Linked DNA regions of Sus scrofa: all the other regions are linked to region 2. A link is a contact called in public Hi-C data. All regions are on one chromosome and are shown on one strand. Each heading gives the region's core, a stretch centred on a gene start, on an enhancer-like site or on the middle of the called end of the contact. The rest is flanking DNA. Distances are from core to core; before and after follow the strand shown.

Region 1 (4,725 bases), core at 771-3,270, 480 kb after region 2:
GTGGGTTAAGGATCTGGCGTTGCCATGAGCTGCAGTGTAGGTCACAGACGCGGCTCAGATCCAGCATTGCTGTGGCTCTGGTGTAGGCCGGCGGCTACAGCTCTGATTAGACCCCTAGCCTGGGAACCTCCATATGCCACGGGTGCAGCCCTAGAAAAGGCAGAAAGACGGGAAAAAAAAAGTGAGAGGAGCTCCCTCTGTGGCCCAGTGGGTTAAGGACCCAGTGTTGCCCCCAGCTGTGGTGTAGGTCACAGCTGCAGCTTGGATTCGATCCCTAGCACAGGAATCTCCATATGCCTGGGGTGTGGAAGTAAGGGTGAGAGTGAGAGCTCAGCCCTGGGAGAAACACACTCAAGAGGTCCTAAAATATGGAGTAGCCAGTTTTTATTTCTTTTTTTTTTTAGAAGCATGTAGAAATTCCCAGACCATGGATAGAACTTGCACCACAGGAGAGACTTGAGTTGTTGCAGTGACAACACTGGGTCCTTAACCTGCTGTGCCACAATGGAAGTCCTATGTAGTGAATTTTTATGGGCTGGGTAACTTCATAGGCTAATGAGTGGAAAGATTATTTCAACTATTAGGGGAAGAGGGGTGAGGATTTCCAGGAATTAGGCCACTGCCCACTTTTTGGCCTTTTATGGTGGGCCTTGAAACTATCATGTCACCTATGAGCATGTCATTTAGCAAGCCAGTGTATTACAATGACCGAATAATGAGGCTTAAGGTCCATTGGAAGTCGAATCATCCACCATCTTGGCCCTAGTTGGTTCCAATAGGTTCCTGCAATATCCTCAAGGGCTAGGCCATTCTCTCAAAGGTTATGCCTCATCCCCCTTTCCTCCTGTTTCAATTTCACTTCTAGATATTGACCCAAGAGAAATGGAAATCTATGCCTACAAAAGACTTGCTCAAGGATGTTCTTAGTCACCATTTTATTCAGAACAGCTGGGAGTTCCTTTTGGCTCAGCAGAAATTAATCCAACTAGTATCCATGAGGATGCAGGTTCAATCCCTGCCCTCGTTCAGTGGATCAGGGATCTGGCATTGCTGTGAGTTGTGGTGTAGGCCCGCAGCTGTAGCTCTGATTTGACCCCTATCCTGGGAACTGCCACATGCTGCAGGTGCAACCCTAAAAATTTAAAAAAAAAAAAAAAAAAAAAAACAGCTAATAACTGGTAAAGACCCAAAAGTCCACCAACAGGGGAGTGGAAAAACAAATTGTAGTATGTCCATTCAACAGGATTCAGCAGCAAAAAAAGAACTGAAGATATGGTTCAATCTCAAAAGCACTCTTGGAGTTCCCATGATGGCTCAGCGGTTAACAAATCGACTAGGAACCATGATGCTGCGGGTTCAATCCCTGGCCTTGCTCAGTGGGTTAAAGATCTGGCGTTGCCATGAGCTGTGGTGTAGGTCGCAGATGTGACTCAGATCTGGCTTTGGCTGTGGCTGTGGTGTAGGTGGCAGCTATAGCTCTGATTGGACCCCTAGCCTGGGAACCTCCAGATGCTGCAGGTGCAGCCCCAGAAAAGACCAAAAAATAAAAAAAATAAAAAGCATTATGTTTAGGTGAAGAGGCCAGGCCCCCAAAAAGTACATATTAACGAGATATATATATATATAATATTTTATATATATAAATTATTCTAGAAAGGGAAAATGTAATCCCTAGTGATAGAAAGCAGATCAGTGGCTGCCTGGGGTCAGGAGTGAGGGAATAGGGAGAGAATGGACAGAGGTTAGGAAAGGGCAAGATTTGCTAAAACTCATCAAGCTGTTTACACCTAAGACCTTCGCACTTACTATATGTTACTTACATTAAATATCTTTAAAGAATTTTAGTGGAAAGGGAGAGGGACAGAAGGCAGAGAAAGAGGAAATAACCTTCCCTGAGCTCTCGCAGAGGACAGAGGTGGGCGGGCAAAATGAAGAAGCCCAAACAACCGGGGGGGGGGGGGGGGGGAAGCGTCGCTGACGCATGGGGGCGGGGCCAGGGAGTGGGGCGGGAGCAGGCCTCCTGGCGTGCAGTTGCTCCTCTCTGGACGCTAGGCGGCGGCGTGGGCTCTTGGAAGGACGCGCCGCTGTGACCCGCGAAGCTGCGCGGAGCGGGCGGGCCGGTGCGCCTGAGTCCATGTGGGCGCCGGCGCGGCAGGGAGCAGCTGGGGTCGCCATGGCGGAGCTGCAGCAGCTCCGGGTGCAGGAGGCAGTGGACTCCATGGTGAAGAATCTGGAGAGAGAGAACATCCGGAAGATGCAGGTAGCCGGGCGGAGGCCGATCGAGGGGGGAGCCCCAGCGGTCCGGAACTCCTGGCCCCTTCCCGCAGCCGCTGCGCCATATCCAGCACCAGTGCCCTCCTCCCCGCACACCCGGGTCGCGATGTCCCTGGGGTCGTCGCGGCGTCCTCAGACAAAACCTCTGAAGCTTCGACTGAGCGGATGAAATCTGTGCGCTCTTGCCACGCGCAAGGCCGTTTGTCCCCTAGACCAGGCGGGGGGAGGGGTGTTCCGGGACCAGGGTTAAAAGTCTCTCGTGTGAGGCGTTCGGCCTCCCGCACCTCCCCCTTTTTCGCGGCCCCTTCTGCAGGTGAGCAGCCCGAGGCCGGAAAAAGAGCATGGCCAAAGGCGAAAGACCGGAAAGGCGAAAGCGCTAGGCCTTCTCAATGGCCAGGTCATGCCCGGTTCTGTTGCATCGAACCCGGCTCCACAGCTTATATGCTGTTCTGCTTTGATCCCCTAAATGTTTTGTGGCTGTTGGTCCTTCTTTCCTAACCGAATTGTGAGTTTCCCTTGTAAAGGTGACCCTGGAGTCAATTAGTAGACCAGTTGCCCCCTGGTGGGAGTAGGTTACTAGGTTGCTGACCTCTGAATCCTGTGATATAGGCTCCTCGTTTTCAGAACTTGGCTTTATCTGACCTTCGCCACCTTCCCTGTCCACTCAGCCTTCAATACCACAAGTGCCAATGAGTTAGCAGCAAGGAGGCGGTGAGGTACTCCACTGGGCACCAAGGATAATATTTCCATTCATGGTTTTAAGGCCCTGAAATCTGTTATAAGGAGAGGTACAGGTATAGACACTCCTGGCCTCTATTGCACTCCTTGGTCATCTCTGCCCTGGAGGCTTCCCTACCTAATCTCTCTCTGCCCTCCTTCCACAGGGCCTCATGTTCCGGTGCAGTGCTGGCTGCTGTGAGGACAGCCAGGCATCCATGCAGCAGGTGCATCAGTGCATCGAGCGCTGCCATGCACCTCTGGCTCAAGCCCAGGCCCTGGTCACCAGTGAGTTGGAGAAGTTCCAGGTGAGCAATATCCCAATCAGAGTACTCTAGCCCTTGAGGTTGCTCTTTTGCAGGAGATGACAAGCATTTGTTCAAAACTCTTGGCTTTAGTGCCTTGGCTCCGTGTTAACATTTGTGACAGTCCTATGACCATTAGACTTCACAGGGTTTTAAATTTTGGGAAAAAAAATTTTGGAAAAAGTCCTGGAGGTAGAGCACCACAAGAATTTTCCATAAAAGTAATGTAAAAGAGAGTTCATGACCAACAGGCTTATGCTTTTTTCCCCCATAGACACTAACTATGGCATGTATACTGTACAGTATGAAGCTTTTTAAAGCATAGTAATTCATTCTTACAATAGCAGAATCCCCAGAAAAGTGGAATAGGCCAGTCAAAAAGGTATGATTAGAGCAAGATCTTGCTATCGTTTTGTGGATTGACCCACCCAAATGCCCCTTTCTGCAGAGGGCAGAGGGCAGCTCCTGTGTCAGTGAAGAGCAGTCATTTACATGAGGATCATTTACATGAGGCCTTTTTTTTTTTTTCTTTTGGTTGTGCCCAGGGCATATGGAAGTTCTCAGGCCAGGGAATCGTACCCACACCACAGCAGCAACCCAAGGCACAGCAGTAACAATGCCAGATCCTTTTTTTTTTTTTTTTTTTTTTCAGGGCCACACCTGAAGCATATGGAAGAAGTTCCTGGAGCTGGGGGTTGAATCAGAGCTGCAGTTCCCAGCCTATACCACAGCCACGACAACGTTGTGGGATCCAAACCACATCTTCGACTTACAGCTACAGCTCACGGCAACAATGGATCCTTTAACCTACTGGGCAAGGCCAAGGATCAAACCCGTGTCCTCATGGATACTAGTCAGGTTGGTTACCACTGAGCCATGATGGGAACTCCACAGTGCCAAATCCTTAACCTGATGGACCACCAAAGAACTTCAATTTATATGAAGCATTATTATTGTTGACTCGATGATGCCTGTCTCATAAGCCTCTCTTGAGGTTACTCAGAGACACCCGTATCCCTCTCCAGAGCAAAGGGTAGCGACAAGTTCATTTTATTGCCTTCAAGATACAGTTTTCTGGACCTTGGGGAAAGCAGGGCCTACCTCTGACCCAGTTTTTGATAGCCTGGGATTCTGTTAACATGGAAAAATTATCTCTAATGTGGTACATTTTTACATCTCATATAAAATTCTTCAAAATAACTGACACTATGAAAGCATAACTTCTCCAAGATCATGGAACGCTGGAGGGTTTCTTTGTGTTTGACACCTCATTTTACAGAGAGGGTCTTTCAAAATGTGAGTCTTGAATTACTATATAACTTTCTCTTTGCATTCACTACACAGTCCTCTCCGATCAGACTGACTCTTCCTCTGTGCCGGAACCACTCTTGCCACGTTCCTCCATGGGGCTGAGTCCAGGGGTCATTTC
Region 2 (4,771 bases), core at 559-3,058:
AATAAGGAGAGGGAGAAACTAGAGAGAAATATAAGTTTTGGGTTTGGAATTAGAGGTATTAGTGTGAACTCATGCTTTTAAAATATGTCCATCCATCTATATAGATAGACAGATAGATTTAGCTGTATGTCTGTATATGCTGTATGCTTGTGTATGAGTATTTCTTGTCTGCAAAAGAGTCTAGAAGTGGAGTTCCCATTGTGCTCATCAGGCTAAGGACCCAATGCTGTCTCTGTGAGGATACAGGTTTGATCCTTAGCCTTGCTCAGTGGATTAAGGATCTGGCATTGCTGCAAGCTGTGGTGTAGGTTGAAGATGTGGCTCCATTTGGTGTTGCTGTGGCGAAGGCCTCAGCTGCAGCTCTGATTGGACACCTAGCCTGGGAACATAAAAGAAAAAAAAAAAAGCCTAGAAGCAATGACATCCCCTAAAGGAGTGAACGCTCAAGCATCCAAATTTGGTTTCTAAATCCCATCTTCCACTAAAAGGAGAATTGACTGATGCCAGGGCAGGGGCTAGGAAAATTCGAGATGATCCTGGCATATGCTGTATCTTTTTCACACAAGCCAGAAAGTACTCCAAGCATGATGGGGTCATGTCAAAAGGACAGAGGAATCAGCCTGAAGGGGCACCTGCAGGCAAAATCTGGGACAACTTGAGCATTAAAATAAATAATAATATGAATGAATTACATCTTTTTGAATAAAAAATAGAAATGCATGAGCTCACACATAAACACAAATTGAATCAATAACTGACAGAAGGGAGAGCTCTTCCCTAAAGGAGGATGCCAACCATTTGGTCAATATCAGAGTGGTGGTTAATTCAGGCAGGAGTCAGTCATGGATGCTAAGGACACTGACAAAATATCTATCAACTAAAAGGGAAAAAAGGTCAATTTATGGTGAGGGAAACTGGCAGACACCATCTTGATCAAGGTTAACCTCACCATTAGTGGGACAGGTGATGTGAGGCCCTGAGAAAACCCCATCATCTCTTCTCTGGTGTCCCTGCTAAGAGGGCAGGACCTGGGTCTGGACATGAGGAAACTCTGGACAGACCCAGGTGGAAGGACATCCTATAGCCTGCAAAGCTTCTACTCTCTGAAACTGTCAAATGTCATGAAGACAGGGCAAGACCAAGGAAATGCTTTAGAAAAGGAATATGGAAAATGGGACTATTCTATAGAGAGAAATGGAGTGATGAAGCACATGTGAGAAAAGTTAACTAGTCGAGAATCTAGGTGAAGAGAATACAGGACCTCTTTGCTACTGCTCTTACAACTCATTTACTTCAAGATGAATTTTTAAAACGTTTTGGGAGTTCCCGTTGTGGCCCAGCGGAAATGAATCCAGCGAGTATCCGTAAGGATGCGGGTTCCATCCCTGGCCTCGCTCAGTGGGTTAAGGATCTGGCGTGGCTGTGGCTGTGGCTGTGGCTGTGGCGTAGGCCGGCAATTACAGCTCCACTCGGGCCCCTAGCCTGGGAACCTCCACATGCCCCGAGGGTGCGGCCCTAACCCCCGCCCCCAAATTTTGTGTGTATCCATCAATTTTTTTTCTAGTAGGCTTCATATGTTTATACGTGAATTGCATACCTTCTGCAGAACCTCAGGCCTGGACTCAGATTGGTTGAATCAGAATTTGGGGATCCGGTACCCGGGCATGTGGATTTTTAAAAACTCCCCAGGTGACCCCAGTGTGCTGCCCGATTTGCGAGCCATCGGTGTAATCCAGGCTTCACGGAAATCACCTGGGGAGCTTGTTAAACAGAGGGTCGCAGAGCGGCTTCCCGAGCTCGGGCCGGGCAGGTGCGCAGGCGCGCAGGGGGTTGGGGGCAGGTGGCCCGGGCCCCCGCCCCCGGCCGCGTGTAGCCCCAGGTGCCCGGGAGGTCAGGCCCGGCAGCTCGCCGCCCCCCGGAGCGCCGCCATGGACGCCTCGCCCGCGCTCCTGGGCACCCCGCCGGCTGAGGTGCTGGAGGAAGCGCTCCGGGAGCAGTTCGGGCCGCTGCCCCACTTGGCCGCCATCTGCCGCCTCAAGCGGCTGCCGTCGGGCGGCTACTCGTCCATTGAGGACCTGCAGCTGGTGCTGGAGCGACGGCGCGTGGCCAACGCTAAGGAGCGCGAACGGGTGAGCGCCGGCCCTGTGGGGTCCCCGCCCCGGGACTCGGCTGCCTTCTTCCTGGGTCCCCCCAGGCTCACCACCCCTTCCTGACACCTTTGGGATTCCGGGCGCCCACTCCCCGCTCTCAGGGCCTGGGGCGACCTCAACCTCTCCAGGGCCGCTCGTGTTCCCCTGCCCCCGCGCTGGGACGTCGCCTCACCTGTGACCCCCTTGCACGGGTGCAGGAAGCGGGTTTCGTGAGGACCGAGGGGGCCCCTGACAACTTCAGAAACGTCTCCCCTTGGCAGGTGCTTTAAACCTCAGAGCCTGGCAGTGGCTGACACCTCACCGCCTCCTGCGTTGCACGGGTGCTTGGGGCCTTGCCCTCTCCCTGGGAAGCACCACTGGGACGAGGGAGAGAGGACCTAATGGAAGTTACTCTTTTCCTTAACTTTAAGGAAAGAATTACAACTCCTCGGGGCGCACTCAGACTCCCACTCAACCCCTTGGCAGGAGGTAGAAAGTGACTGCTTTCCAGTCTGGCGGGTACACGGTAAATCACCAACAGGGATGCTCCGTGGGCGGAGTCGGAGCGCCATCTACTGGTAGCGTTTAGTATTGCTAACTAAGACCCCAAACCTCTCCGCCCTTTGCAGTTTGGGGGTAGGGCTGCTGCCCTGGGCGATCCTAGAGACGAAGGGTGAGTCCTGGTCAAGAGGGAGGGCGCACATTCTGGCCTGGGACTTGAGGAGGAATTTCTGCTGGGGGCTGTTCCTGCACATTCTTGGGTCCCTTAGAAAAGTAGCCCCGGTCGCTTAACTCAGAGCTTTGCTTGGGAACAGGTGTGAGGAAAAAGGAACAAGCAAGAATAGTAGACCTAAGGTGAAGCTGGGAGCAATTTTTTTTTTTTTTTTTTTTTTTTGCTTTTTAGGGCCACCCCACGAGGCATGTGGAAGTTCCCGGGCTAGGGGTCTAACCAGAGCTCCAGATCCAAGCCGGGTCTGTGACCTACACCACAGCTCCCCAACCCACTGAGTGAGGCTGGGGCTTGAAACCGCATCCTCATAGATACTAGTTAGATGCATTTCCTCTGAGTCACGATGGGAACTCCTGCTGGGAGCACTTTATGATAAACACTGTGATCTGATGTGATGGGTCCTTAACCAGGATTCTGACCCAATATTTTGCATTTTAAGTTGGGCTGTCCCACCAGGAAGGAATTGCTTTTTGCAGAAAACTTGTCCTGGTGTTATCTACTATTTAAAAACTAATGACCTATTCTTCTTTATAATAATGAAATTAACATACCTGGGAAATTGAGAAAGGGTTAAAAAGGGAAACACCTATATTGCAAACATAACTGCCACAAATTATCATTCTTTTCATGAACTATCATGCTTTTCATTTTTTTTTTTTGTCTTTTTGCTATTTCTTTGGGCCGCTCCTGTGGCATATGGAGGTTCCCAGGCTAGGGGTCTAATTGGAGCTGTGGCTGCCAGCCTACGCCAGAGCCACAGCAACGCAGGATCCGAGCCTCGTCTGCAACCTACACCACAGCTCACAGCAACGCCGGATCGTTAACCCACTGAGCAAGGGCAGGGACCGAACCCTCAACCTCATGGTTCCTAGTCGGATTCGTTAACCACTGCGCCATGACGGGAACTCCTCTTTTTTGTTTTAATGGCCAGACCCGTGGCATATGGAAGTTCTCCGCAGCAGCAGTAACGTTTGATCCTCTAATCCACTGTGCGGAGATGGGGATCAATCCCTGTACCTCCCCTGCTACACTTGCTGCTGAAGTCGGATTCTTAACACACTGTGCCAGGGTGGGGGGGGTGGGGGGGAAGACTCTTGAATTCTTGCATGTATCCTCCTAGTCTTTTTTCTTTAAAAATTTTTTTTAATATTGATTTTTATTTTTTCCATTATAGCTGATTTACATTGTTCTGTCAATTTTCTGCTGCACAGCAAGGTGATCCAGTCACACATACATGTATACATTCTTTTTTCTCACATTATTATGTTCCATCACAAGGGACCAGACATAGTTCCCAGTGCTATACAGCAGGATCCTGTTGCTTATCCATTCCAAAGGCTATACTTTGCATCTATTAACCCCAAATTCTCAGTCCCTTCCTAGTCTTTTTTCTAGTTATGTTTCTGTGTATATGTAATCTTACAGAATTGTTACTGTCTAGTATATATCTTCTTATTTTTTTCACTTCACATTATCAAAGGCAGTTCCTCATATTCTTAAGCATTTGAAGAATATGAGGTAGTTCCTAAGAACAGCTTTTGACTGCATAGTCCAAAATATACATGAACCATAACTCATCCAGTCTCCTTGTGTTGGGCATGTATGCTTTTTTTGCAGCTTTTTTTACTGGAACATAGATCGATGTGCATAACTGATAATTGCTTTAGAAGAAAGTGCTAGAAGTAGAATTATTGGGATATAAACAATCTCACAACTTTTGATACAAGTTGCCCAGTTCCTCTCTAGAAAAGTTTATTAATTCTTACCCTCTTTTACAGATCTAGGACTGCTCCCTTTTTCCATCCTCATGCTGGGAATAATAATACAAAAATATTACCACCTTGGTTTATGAAAAACTGGATCTAATTTCTGTTTTAATATGTAGTTCTTTGATTATTGCATTTCAGTGTTT
Region 3 (4,488 bases), core at 1,301-3,800, 260 kb before region 2:
CATCTTCGAAGCCAGCAGGGTAGCATCTTCTCGCCCTTCTTGTTTCTACCATGAATGGATAGTACAATTATCTTGAGAGGAGAAGCAAAGAGCCCTTACCCTTGAGCCCGATGCTGAGCCAAGTAGTCTTTTCTTTTCTTTTTTTTTTTTTTTAGGGCCACAATGTCAGCATTTGGAAGTTCCCAGGCTTCGGGGGGGAGGTGTCCAATCAGAGCTACATCTGCCAGCCTACACCACAGTCACAGCAACACAGGATCCAAGCCACATGTGTGACCTTCACCACAGCTCATGGCAACGCCGGTCCTTAAGCCATTGAGTGAGACCTGGTATCGAACCTGCATCCTCACAGATACTAGTTGGATTCATTTCTGCTGAGCCATGATGGGAACTCCCTGAGCCATGTATTCTTGGGACCCCAAAAGATATCCAGGATGGCCTCTTGGGTGGCTTCAGCTGGTACAAGATCCAGCTGGTGTGTACAGTAATTACTTTAGCTGATCTAGTTTTCTCCCAGGAATGTCTCTGGATTGTGAAGAGAGAGAACAAAATAAATATCCTCTCTGGTTTGAAGTTTTGTCTGATTAAGTAATCTAAAGCGAACATGCAAGAAATGCTTAGTTTTTTCAGAGAAAAAAAAAAGCCTGTCTGCATGATAGCCTCCCCTTTACCCTCCATGGTTTCTTTTCCTAAGGTATCCTTCAGGTGCACCGTGCGAGAGGGGCTTACATGATATAGCTTTGGAAAACAGATCTTCAGGTTCACATAGTATCTTTGCACGATCAGAATTACTCTTTGATCATCAAAGGACACTATCAACAGAGAAAGGCAACCCACAGAAGGGAAGAAGGTATTTGCAAATCATATATCTGATAAAGGATTACTATTCAGATATACACAGAACTCATGCAATTCAAAAGCAAACAACAACAAAACCAACCTGATTTTAAAATGTGCAAAGGATTTGTATAGATATTTCTCCAGAGAAGATATACAAATGTCCAAAAAGCACATGAAAATGTGCTCAACATCACTAGTAATTGGAAAAATGTAAACCCAAACTATAATGAGATACCACTTCACATTCATTAGAATAGCTACTATTCAAAAAAAAAAAATCAGGAAATAGCAAGGGTTGGCAGGATGTGGAGAAATTGGGAAACTTGTTCACTAACAGTGAGAATGTAAAATGTTGTAGCCTCTGTAGAAAACAGTGGTTCCTCCAAAAATTAAACATAGAATTACCATATGACCCAACAATTCTTCTTCTGAGTATATACCTAAAAGAACTGAAGGAATGAAAGGATATAAACATATACAACCATAATAGCATTACTCACAATACTCAAACTCTATTGGCAGGTTAATGGATAAATAAAAGGTGGTACACAATTAAATATTCAGCTTTAAAAAGCAATGAAATTCTGATACATGCTATAGTGCTCTAACATGGGTGAACCTTGAAGATATTATATTTAGTGAAATGTCATACACAAAAGGACAAATATTGCATAACTCCACTTATATAAAGTATCTACAAGAGTCAAACTCATAGACTCAAAACATAGAATGGTGATTTCCAGGGGATGAGGGAAGAGGAGATGGGACGTTATTGTTTAATGGGTGCAGAATTTCAGTTTGGGATGATGAAATCATTCTGGAGGTAGAGAGTGGGGACGGTTGCACAATAATGTGAATATACTTAATGCCCCTGAAACGTGTAGTTAAAATATCTAAAACAGTAAAAATTTATGTTATGTGTATCTTACCACAGTAAAAATAAAAGAGATACGCTTCGAGGAGGGAGAACTCATTGTCACTGCTGTGGCTCAAGTTACAAAAAAAGAAAAAGGAGAAATTCCCATTTCCAGAAGAATAAAATTCAAAGTCCTTAGAAGCAACGATTGGACAACTTAAGTCCAAAGGGAAAGTAAGGTTTTATTTTTTAAAACACTCAAGAAGCAGGATTTGTCTCTAGAAATGTGGGAGTCCTTCTGCTTCCCTCCAGCCTTTCCAAGGAGCCCTACTCCCCAAATTTCCACAACAGAGGCTGCTTCAGTTTTAAGTCAGTTTTGCTCAAGGCACCTCCCTTGGTAATTGACAGCTGGGGAAATCCCACTGAGGTCCGCCCACAGGCCCCTCTTCGCTAGACTGAGTGGCGCAACCGGTGGGAGGAGCTGCTGGCTCAGCCAATGGAAGGAAACCGGAGCAAGAGCTTGTGTAAACAAACCCAGAGGTGCTGCGCCTTGGGCTCCTCCCCCACGTGGGGGCCAGAGGGATCCCTGGCCCAGGGCCGATCCTGGACTAGCGTAGCGTCTTTTCAGCCAATCAGAGCTCATGTCTCTCGCAAGGCGACGCTCCATCCCTAGGGAAAGAACCAAGGGAGCGAAAAGACAGACATTAATACCAATCGGAAGCTGGAACTTCTGAGGGAGGGGGCGGGAATTGCTTCACGTTTAGACCAATAAGAAGCACACGTGCCGTTCTAGGCGACTGAGCGGCATCCTCCTACGTCCAATAGACGAATGGGGCGGTGCCCAGCAACCAATGGCTTCGGTTCGGGGGCGGGGTGAGGAGCTAGTGTGGTGTAAGAGGTAACCTGGCGAGTGGCAGCAGCGCTCCTCGGGTCCTGTGGCTCACGCTTTGGTACTAGAGGCCGGACTGTTCTGGCGACCGCGACCTCTGCGGCAACGGCTGAAGTTCTCGGAGGAGTATCGGAGTACGGTCTGGAGGAGAGGCTTCTGGTCTGCCCAGGTGGGCTCGGTCGCCCGGGCTGCCGGGGAGGAAACCTGAGGGAAGCGCCGTTCTGTCGACTCTGGGGGTGCCCTGCGCCTCCTTTTCCGCCGCCGTCGGGATTGTGAGGGGCTGCGCGCGGCTTCCTGAGCTCCTGAGGGGAGGGTTAGCAGACAGGTCCCATGTCGCAGTCATCGGCGAGAAGGGGCGGTCGCTGGGATCAGCCCCTGTTCCTCGGGGGTGCTGGGCGGTCTTTAGTCCCTTTCTCCCCCAACAGGCGCACTAGTCTTCCACCCTCAACTTCCCTGAACCCTCTTAATCCCCTTCTAACGGACTAAAATCTCTGTCTTGCGAGTCCTCTTAACTGCCCCGGTGCTACACTGCTAAGCAAATTGGCTAGTACTGCCTCCTCGCGTCCTCTTCCCAGAGATAGGAAGGGGGAGGAGTCGCGCACGTTCGCCCCTCCCCCATTCAAGGCGCCCCCGGACCCCCCCCCCCGCATTATTTGCTTTTCTTAAACTCCTTCTGCTTCCTCTGCTACTCTAGTCCTCTTTCTTGACACCTAATTTGAGTTAGGAACCTTGGCCACTTCTCTTCCTTTCAGCCAGTAAGTCCTTTACTCCTTCCCACCCCCCTAAATTTCATTCTCACCTTTCATGGAAACTAACATTTTCCACTCGCCCCTTACAGGCAGCTGGAAGGTGAACGCGAGAGAGGAAGAATACACTGTACAGGGAACTTTGCAAGGTTGGGAACTTTTAATCGGTTTTGTTAATGGTAAACCATTCTTGCCTTTCTTAAAAAGGCATCTGATCATTATATCCTTGCCGGAATCTTTGTCCCATTACAGTTGTTTTGGTAATAATTTTTGAACATGCAGACGAGAAGGGTTATTGGCAGCAAGAAATTTTAAATGTTATTTTTAAGTAGATAGAATTGGATTATACTTGAAACAGCTTAACGGCGCTTCTAGAGTTTGCAGGGTAAGTAAGGACTTGACCATCCTACTTTGTCATAACATATAGGATACACATTAGCTGTATTGCACAATGTGATTTGATCTCACTCAGCCTGTGGATAATATAGCATTGACTCTGTTTAAAAACAGCATTGTTTATTCCCCTTTCACAATTTGTGTTCACCTTCATAGTTATCAGTTTGGATTTCAATAGTGTTGGTTCTATCCATATGTTTCTAGATAGAAGTACCAATTATGTTGTGCCTAAATAAAATATGCCAAGAATTTTATGAGGAAAAGGTAACTTATTGTACTCAGTTTTGATTGAGACTTTAGAGTTTTGAAAATATTAGTGTATTTGTTTGACAGTGAGGATTTTGTTGGTAGGGATGGAGGAAATTGAAGTATTGGGTTAAGCCTGATGGGTCCTTTAGCCTGTGTGCGTGGGGATGGGGTGAGGGAGAAAGAACACACACGTGTACAAAACCTTGTAGATTCTAACAGTGCTTAGTTCCATGACTTTATGTGAATTGAAATTGGTTTTTCTAGTTTTTAGTGGGGCGATGTAAGCAGTGAGTTTAACATCATCTCCACTGTGTTTTGGCCAGAATTTTGCAAGCTTTTGTGAAAAATTCTTATTTTTTCCTTACACTATTTGTGACATATATATCAATATGCTTCCTTGTATTTTACTATGGTAAGATTGTATCTTGTATATAGAGAAATAAGTCTAATAGAGTGAATTAAAAGGAATCTTTGAGGAGGCAGCATTGTCTAATGGACCATATGTTTGATCCTTG

What was found. A called contact is a pair of places that touch in the nucleus more often than the background predicts.
Region 1: a Hi-C map of epiblast stem cells shows a contact between it and region 2, with 3 times the contacts expected there. The contact joins the promoter of FAM136A here to the promoter of FIGLA in region 2. A contact is called at or near these places in 3 of 47 Hi-C or Micro-C datasets (embryonic fibroblasts and epiblast stem cells).
Region 3: a Hi-C map of epiblast stem cells shows a contact between it and region 2, with 2.5 times the contacts expected there. The contact joins the promoter of PAIP2B here to the promoter of FIGLA in region 2. A contact is called at or near these places in 2 of 47 Hi-C or Micro-C datasets (embryonic fibroblasts and epiblast stem cells).

What each region holds. Positions count from the first base shown.
Region 1 is chr3:72,188,898-72,193,622 of Sscrofa11.1, forward strand. It overlaps FAM136A (protein FAM136A), which reads left to right and starts at 2,021. Exons shown (of 3, transcript XM_003125051.6): 1 at 2,021-2,260; 2 at 3,159-3,299. The coding sequence starts at 2,135.
Region 2 is chr3:71,707,774-71,712,544 of Sscrofa11.1, forward strand. It overlaps FIGLA (factor in the germline alpha), which reads left to right and starts at 1,809. Exons shown (of 5, transcript XM_005662486.3): 1 at 1,809-2,129. The coding sequence starts at 1,929.
Region 3 is chr3:71,450,203-71,454,690 of Sscrofa11.1, forward strand. PAIP2B (polyadenylate-binding protein-interacting protein 2B) reads left to right here and starts at 2,551. Exons shown (of 4, transcript XM_013996061.2): 1 at 2,551-2,751.